Linked DNA regions of Sus scrofa: regions 1 and 2 are each linked to region 3. Evidence: chromatin contacts called from public promoter capture Hi-C data. All regions are on one chromosome and are shown on one strand. The core of a region is the stretch at or near the end of the contact, and the rest is flanking DNA. Distances in the headings are between cores, read along the strand shown. Region 1 holds the start of IMMP2L (mitochondrial inner membrane protease subunit 2). Region 2 overlaps IMMP2L (mitochondrial inner membrane protease subunit 2). Region 3 holds the start of LRRN3 (leucine-rich repeat neuronal protein 3).

What was found. Promoter capture Hi-C pulls out the DNA fragments that hold promoters and counts their contacts.
Region 1: a promoter capture Hi-C map of fetal liver shows a contact between it and region 3, with 5 times the contacts expected there. The contact joins the promoter of IMMP2L here to the promoter of LRRN3 in region 3. A contact is called at or near these places in 2 of 5 promoter capture datasets (fetal liver and liver), 3 of 47 Hi-C or Micro-C datasets (embryonic fibroblasts, liver and skeletal muscle) and 1 of 2 datasets of contacts at active chromatin or transcription factors (skeletal muscle).
Region 2: a promoter capture Hi-C map of fetal liver shows a contact between it and region 3, with 4 times the contacts expected there. The contact joins the enhancer-like site here to the promoter of LRRN3 in region 3. A contact is called at or near these places in 2 of 5 promoter capture datasets (fetal liver and liver), 15 of 47 Hi-C or Micro-C datasets (adipocytes, alveolar macrophages, brain and 11 more) and 1 of 2 datasets of contacts at active chromatin or transcription factors (skeletal muscle).

What each region holds. Positions count from the first base shown.
Region 1 is chr18:34,005,542-34,008,241 of Sscrofa11.1, forward strand. IMMP2L (mitochondrial inner membrane protease subunit 2) reads left to right here and starts at 1,300. Exons shown (of 7, transcript XM_021079089.1): 1 at 1,300-1,381; 2 at 1,875-1,947.
Region 2 is chr18:34,084,706-34,087,405 of Sscrofa11.1, forward strand. The region is part of intron 4 of IMMP2L (mitochondrial inner membrane protease subunit 2); the gene reads left to right. Among named protein-coding and RNA genes, the nearest start is that of IMMP2L, 79 kb to the left of the region's middle. Within about 2 kb of position 1,281, at least 3 of the 83 cell types and tissues checked have an H3K27ac peak or open chromatin away from gene starts, as enhancers often do. A contact at or near this core is called in fetal liver, where this site is marked.
Region 3 is chr18:34,464,320-34,467,019 of Sscrofa11.1, forward strand. LRRN3 (leucine-rich repeat neuronal protein 3) reads right to left here and starts at 1,342. Exons shown (of 2, transcript XM_003134770.4): 1 at 759-1,342. All of the region lies in intron 4 of IMMP2L (mitochondrial inner membrane protease subunit 2), which reads left to right.

The DNA.
Region 1 (2,700 bases), core at 50-2,549, 460 kb before region 3:
GTTATTCATTCTATATATATTCTATATATTCTATATCATACAGAATATATTTTCAGTGTCCTCAATATTCTCTGTGCTCTGCCTATTCTTCCCTTCTTCAATCATAACCCTTGTCAACCACAAATCTTTTACTGTCTCCAGTGGAGAGACTTTATGCTTTTTCAGATGGTCTCAGCTTCTTAAGTACATTTGATGAAACTTAGTGACAGGCTGGTCAGATTTAGCAACTCTTTTTGTATGTTTATTTATAAACATTTAATTAAGAAACACACATATCTGTCTTTGCTGTTTTTCTAGATACAGTCCATTCCAGGCTGCTCAGCTCCTAGTAGCCCAAAATTCCATCTATTTAATTTAGGACCACCTAAGTTAATTATTAATTAATTATTAATTACTAGTGCCAAGGTGTCCCAGTCCAATTTACAAATCGATTTCCATTGCTATTTGATGAGGGTGCTCTTATTAGCTGAGTGCCCTTGGAATTAAATCCTAAGCATTAGCAAATAAGAACTTACCTTACAGTAATTCCTTCAGTGACAAATAAGAAAAACTACAAAAACTGGTACATAACCCCTTCACAGGTGAGCAATTTTACTCTCTTCATGTCCATTTAAGTCTCTGAGTTTGTTTTGAAACCTTTAGAATTATTTTTAAACCAAAATACCAGAGCATCTGGTACTTACATTTGTGTTAAATGATTTGAAAATGCAGAGTAGTTTGTTAGTAACCAGAAGGACAATAAAAACAGACATACTCAGGGACGTATTTTGGAGAGGGGTATAAAAAAGTAGCTCTAGGTTACACTTTCTTTGAAGGTTGAAATAACCCAGCTTAGAGTTTGTGCCGTTTGAAGGCAAAAGCTTTGATATGAAATTCCAGTTTCTCCAAAGTAAACCACCTGTTCTGGATTACTCCCTTTGGCGTATCTAGAAGCAGCAAAACAATAGTTTTCCTGTGCCCACTTCAGCAGAAAAAACGCAGTAAGGAGGAGTCGACAGGGAGAGCCTAATATGGCAGTTTGCCACTGTGGCCTTGCACCCAAAGCAACTGCTGGGGTCTCAGTTTCCCCATCTGTAAGACAAGGGAGGGGGTAAAGACACAGTTTCACAGGTTTTTCAACTCTTGTTTCTCTTTCTGCCCTCAGTATGGTGCAGAGCTTGGAGCAAGTGCTCAATAGTGACTTGCTGTTAGTGTTATTTTGATCCGTTGTCGATCCACGCCGGGTTTTGGGCTTAACCCGCGCAGGCGCCCGGGAAGGCCGCTTAACCGCCCTGGGCGGAGCTTCGCCCGGCTCCCGCGCACAGGGGGCGGGGGCGGAGCTTGCCGCCGGCGGAGGGCGGGGCCTGCGCGGGGACTTCCCTTGGGCTGAGCTGCGCAGCGGGTGCGGAGGGTGGGGGGCTCCAGGACGGGTGGGAGGCTCTGAGGTTGGCGGGGGTGGGCCGGCGCGCCACCCCGGCTGACACCTGGTGGTCCCTAGAGCTTGGGACCCTTCCCCGGGAGCTGGTCCCAGAGGGGGCGGGCGTTGCTGGGAGGCGGAGGGCTGCTTGGCCGCAGGTCCTGCGGTGTTCGCGAGCATGAGTGCGTGCGCGTGTTTCTCTGAGGTCGGGCGCTGCGGCCGACTCTGCCCCCTCCTCCCGCTAACTCGGGTCGGCAGCGGGAGCCTAGAGAAGGCAACGTGGAGCCCAGAGCCGAGGCGCCCTTAGATCGCGCTCTCTGTCCCCAGCAAAGGGGACAACTCTGGCCCAAGTCCTGGCCTAGAGGGAGCGCTGTGGATACGCGCTGCCTTCTGCCTGGAAGTGTTGGGCAGGTGGTGGGAGTTCCTGAATGTCAGGGTTTTAAAACACGTGTTTGTCTCTGTCATTTTTACTTTTTAGGGTTTTGGCCAAATTGGGCGAGGGCACAAAATAACCACTTACCCCTTCTCACCGAGGAAGAACGGGAGAAAGGGTAAGTAAAGAATGGTCAAGGGTGGAAGAAGCTAGCACTTAATTCTGAGAGCGCTAGGGAGAGGAGGACGAGGTCCAGAACTGCCCTAGGGGGATCTTGGGAGCAAGTTTTATCATGTTATTGGGAAACTTTAGCCCACCTTCACGGGTCACAGGCTCCAAGCCCAAGAGTTGTTTCGGGTTTCCAGAGCCCTGGAGTTGGCTGGGAGTTTGACAGCTGGTATAGATCCCTTTTAGCCACTTGACCTGGCAGAAAACTCTCATTACCCTTCCCTTTTCTGGAATGTTGTTTGTCTCAGGCCCCTATGTCTGAGCTAACCTCCACCAGTCTCTGAGACTGTAGTGTTTAGGAGTCTTGGCTCCCTCTCTTCCCTCCCAAAGATCTGTCGTTCTTTCATTCTTTCTGCCTGCTCTCTGGGCATGTGGAAATTTCGGGGCCTGGGGTCAGACCTGTGCCATAGCAGTGACCTGAACCGCTGCAGTGATAATGCCAGATCCTTAACCCATTGCCCCACAAGGGAACTCCCTCAAAGATCTTTCATATTTGGGAAGGGGACTCCTGTAAAAATCCTAGTGGCTGGGGTGTAGGCCTGAAGCTGCAGCTCCAGAGTGGACCCCTAGCCCTGGAACATATGGAAGTTCCATGCCATGGGCGTGGTGGAAAAAAGAAAAAGAAAAGAAAAAAACCCTTTAGGATTCCAAAGTATAAAGTTAATAGTGCCATCACAACTGTTGAAGTTCTTTTGGGATCTTC
Region 2 (2,700 bases), core at 31-2,530, 380 kb before region 3:
AATGTATAAGGATGTGAAATTTTATTAAAGATTCTTACCAAACATTTGAAAAACACTGATTTTATTTAAGCAGTTGCTCAACTAAGTGAAAATTATTATTTTCCTTTACATAAAAACCTGTAAACCTCTGTTAGTTCCTTGGTACAAGAATATAGAAGTAAGCTTCAGAAGATCTTGCTTCTTTCAGCTGTTATTATTTAATAACTGGCTTAATGACCTTGGAGAGATTTTCCAAGCTACTTTTTTTTGTTTGTTTGTTTGTTTGTAATGGCAGCACTCAAGCTATATGGAAGTTCCCAGGCCAGAGATTGAATCCAAGCTGCAGTTGTGACCTAAGTTGCAGCTGCGGCAACTCCAGATCAGGGCCAGAGATCAAACCCGTACTTCCTCAGTGGCCCTCGCTGCTGTAGTCGGATTCTTAACCCACCGGACCACAGCACGAACTCCTTTCTGAACTACTCTTTAGGGTCAGTTTTAGCACCTGCAAAGAGGTATAGACTAGTTGGTCTGTAAGTTCTCTTCCATTTAAAAAATTGCATGAAGGTGGTTTTAGGAATCGAGAAGGAAACGTTAGAGCTAAACATAAGAATCAGTCCCTCAGAATATCGGAAAAATATGTTGCTTACTTTTGAAGCTGGAGTCAACATTGATTTGACATTTTTTAAAGAAGAGAAGCCGTCTTAGTACATGAACCAGAAATTTTAGAGTGGGTAAAGAGACCTTGAACAAAGGGCTTTTTTGGTGAAAGGTATCAGACGAATATATGCTTATTAAGATTTCACCTTCAGTTGAAATGATTGAAAAATTAGAAAAAATTAAAAGTTGGCAGGCAGATATTTTACAAGAGGTTGAGCACAGAGTCCATTCCTATTTAAAACTGTTCAAAATAAGCTATAGAAATCTTAGATATTTTTTATCCCGTGTAATTTATTCTGGGAGTTGAGTTTTTGACTCTTCATGGTTAATCTTGTTCTGGTTATCTTCACCTCTTGTCAACCTCAGATGAATTTCCCACCTGTCAACACTCTGAGCACTTAGAAAAAAAAAATGGTCCTAGATCCCATATTCTCTTTCATAGTTTAGGTCCTGGAAATGTGGAAGAAGTCTCAAAATGAAACTTAAACATCACCTTATTTGATCTAAAGTCAGGAGCTACTTTCCCCCCCTTTTTTTTCCTGTTACAAAAAAAAAAAAAAAAAAAAAAGACACTGTTTTTGGTGAGAGGAGATGGCAGTTGCTGGGAAATGTGTCTGTGGCTGATAAGGAAGGGGAAGGGCTTAAAGCGACAGCCACCCAACTTCATTAGTGTTTCAGAGCTCAGGAAAACATGTCTTTGCAAGAAGGGAACAGGAATACTTTTTTTTGTAATTGTTTATTTGCATTAATGAAAAGCCTTAATGACCCATATCATGAAAGGTTACTCTTTGCATAATCTAGTGACAGGTTTACTCACATTCAGAGGTCACATTAATATTTACTGAAGGCACAACAAGTATAAAGTTTCACTGTATTAAAAATTGGGTGGCTCTTGAAATTGCTGACAGAAGCTGACTCAGTTTGATTTGCCTGTGGATATGATAATTGTAACATGGCTTGCTGTGTTTTTAGAGGTTATAAGTTGCAAGATGTGTATTTGCATCTTGGGAAAGTTACCATAGCCTGCTTTGACAATGCAGTAGGAAGTACTTAAGTGTGAGTAGTATGTCGTACATAAATTGTGGCAGAATTAAATAAGAATCATTAAAGTATGCCAGGTTTATTAAAAATTCATTATTCTACTAGGGGATCTTTAAAGAGCAGTAAGAACTTGAAGAAATAATAGGAAAGCTTTGGTAACAGTGACAATGTGTTAATTGAGTTGAAAGAAGGTAAAGAATGTATTAACAGAATGGATCCAAATTTGGCAAAAAAAGATTTGTAATAAATCATGGGAGGAAATCAGTTAATAAAGAGGCCAATTATCAGTGAAGGAGGGGAGTGTATTTAATGATTCTAAGTGAAAGGTTAAACTGCTTTTGTGAATTTCAGTTTAACAAAAATGAAGAAAAGCAATATGGATAATTAGACAGTAATAAGATCATACTGAAAAATATCAGAAAACTGCCTTAGGTGTTAGGGGACTGTTGGTTAATGAACTTAAGCTCCTGCAATTATCTTCAAATACTCATTTTTTGCTCTAGAAATGGAGGGAGTGATGTTTTTAGTTATTTTTTGTCTTTTTTTTTCCCCCTAGGGCCGCACCTGCGGCATAGGCATATGGAGGTACCCAGGCTAAGAGGTCGAATTGGAGCTACACCTGCTGGCCTATGCCATAGTAACAGCAATGCCAGATCTGAGCTGCATCTGCAACCCACACCACAGCTCAGAGCAATGCTGGATCCTTAACCCACTGAGTGAGTCCAGGCATCGAACCTGTGTCCTCATGGGTACTATTCAGATTTGTTTCTGCTGGGCCATGACAGGAACCCCTGTTTTTAGTTATTTTTAAGGAGGTGTGATTCTTTAGCACATTTATTATAGTGTAGATTTTTAAAATGGTAACAAATAGTGAAATGAATTTCTCATGAGAAGCATATCTGACATCTGTAATTTTTTAAAGTACTGTAATTTTTGCTACGTATATGTATTTGTTAGGGGTCAGTTATTTACATTTGAATTCTACTTTATTCATCTGTTTCATGATGTAAACAACTTGAGACT
Region 3 (2,700 bases), core at 92-2,591:
ACAGAAGATTGGAACTCTTCTGGTTCATGGGATCCTTTTACCTAGCGTGTGTCAATTCCAGCTGCATTAGCCATCAGACATTTGCACTGTCCTTTCAAACCAGTGAGGGGATGTTATTAAAGGATACTCATTTACCCCAATCCGTAAGATGTAGCCTGGCAGAAATTCAATAACTGTTTGTGATATGCTCATTCCACTGCTCTGCTTAGTGGTTTTAGCTCTTGACATGCAGCAGCATTTGCCTTAATTTCCAGCAGTAGATGAAAGGGAGAAAAATGCCCCATTTGGGGGTTGGTTTCAAAACAGAGAATGATGTGTGACCTGCTTTTCATTGCAAATAATGTGAAGCAAAGGAAAATTCCCGCGCCCTCTCTCCCTGTCTCCTTCTCTCCTCTGGTCTTCTCTCCCACTGTCCCCTTCTCTTCTCTCTTGGTCTCTCTCCTTTCTCTCCGCCCCCCCCCAGCACTGCTTTTTCTCTCCCACTCACATCCTCTGATGGGCGTTCAAGCTAGTAAAATTCATGTTGGAGAATCCCACAAACACAGCTAGACATGCACAGAGCCAGAGGGCTTTTGCATTTGAATTTCCTCTCAAAAGTAAAATGGAAAGAAAAGGCGTTCAGAATGCAGACAAGAAGAGAACATCAAAGGAGAATTTCAGTGTTCAAACAAACAAACAAACAAACAAAAAAACCCAGCAAGCATCAGCTAAACAAGAAATAGAGCATATTTAAATAGAAATGTGTATTTCAAACTTACCCAGCAAAAGCGTTTCTGTGCTACACAACCTTCCTGTCCCCGTGTGCTGGACTCCTCAGTTCCTTAGTTGCGATAATCACATGGTTGTGTTCTTGCCCGCGTATAAAGAGGTGCATACGTGTGTGTACTAAAGTATACACTAACGTGTACTATAGATACGCACACATGCCAGCAATCTTATCTCGGTATTTTAAATTACAAACGGAGGCAGGAGGCTGCAGCTGGGATTCCTTCTTTTTCCCGGAACTCTTTCTCTTAGTCCGCAGGCAGGCAGGCTGAGGCTCTCAATCCAGTGAAGAGAGATCCCGAGAGCTGGCTTTATTTCTCCTGGTTTCCATGGTGGTTAGTGGTGCATCGTTCACCCGATCAGTTGTCACACTGACATGGTGCTGCCTGCTCAGCGGTCATTAATAACCGAACACCCTCCACTCCCCAGAGAGGAGCCAATCGCTTCGGACTGCCAAGATGTAGCACTCGCAGCTGCTCCCGTCTGGTTGGCTGAAACAACCTGTCTGTTCTATGACACTGCTGCTTAGGATACAAATAAATGAAACAGGCTCGCATATTTTCCTGGGTATCATTCCCTCCCTCCCTCTCTCCCTCCCTCTCTCCCTCCCTCCCTCTCTCCCTCCCTCCCCTCCTTCCTTCCTTCCCTCCTTCCTCCCTCTCTTCCTCCTTTCCTCGCTCCCTTTCTCCTTTCCCCGCTCCCTTTCTCCTTTCCCTCCTTCCTTTCTTTCTTCCTTCCTCCCACCCTCCCTCCTCCCCTTCCTTCCTCCCTCCTTCCCTTCCTGCCTCCCAGTCAAAAACTGGGAATTTTTGACCAGGTTTCCCCTGTTTAGGTTGTCAGTCATTCAGGGAAACTATGTTTTCTCTCTGAAAATAGCAGGACACATTACTAATAAAGATTTCTCTAATATTAAAAACTCCTGGGAGAGATGCAGAGCCTCCAACTTGCTCTCTCTGAGCTTCACCCATGGCAGTATTATTTAAAAAGTGTGGCTAGAAACTGTTTGAGTGGCATTTGGTTTTCTGTAGGTCCTACTTCATATAGCATATGTGCTTGCTGTTCAGTAACACTTTGTTTTTAAAGCAATGATATTTATTACCTGCACTGACCAATTTTTTAAAATAAAGCACATATTTGCTTCTCTATCACTTACAACATTGGCCTATGAGGGGGTATTTTTTAAAAATACTATTTCCAGTTACATTCACTCACTTGTCCTTATGTGGTGAAATTAATTTGCCAGCCACATGTGAACAGGTGCGTATGTCAAGGTGTTTGTGTGGGTGTCTGTGTGCGTGGTATGTTTGGGGTGTATGTTGTACTACTTTGGGGGAGCATTTCAGAAGAAATAAAATTAAATCCTCAAGAAAATGATTTCTCTTTATTCTTAGACCTATTTATTCTGAATTTATATTTACCAGAAGAATATACTGTATACACCACATATGTAAAGCACTTAACTGAACTAGCAGAAATTTAGAAAAGAAACACAGAAAAGCATAGCAGTGTATGAGTAAATACACAGCAATTTAAGAAATGCATGTTTTAAAATCTTAATTAGTATACTAGAGAAGCATCTTGTTAAAAAGAATGGAACATGAGGATTAATTTATCAACAGGTCAAAAACAGGTTAGATTCCTGACTCCAGCCCTAGTTTTGGGAGACTACCCTCTAGTGGAGTAAAAAGAGATGACATTTTCATGTTAGTGGATTTACTTGGGGAGGGGAGGAAAAAAAAAAAAAAAAAAAAAAAAAAAGCTTCGCACCTAATTGCTCCTTAAGTATTTATTGAAACGTCATAGACCAATAGTTTACAATTATTATAATCATAATACCAGCTTTTGTTTCTAACTGCTAAATATTTTCACTCTGTGGTTTTCTTTAAAATATTTCCAAATGCTTTATTTTTTCCCTCTAAAATTTTATTCAAATGA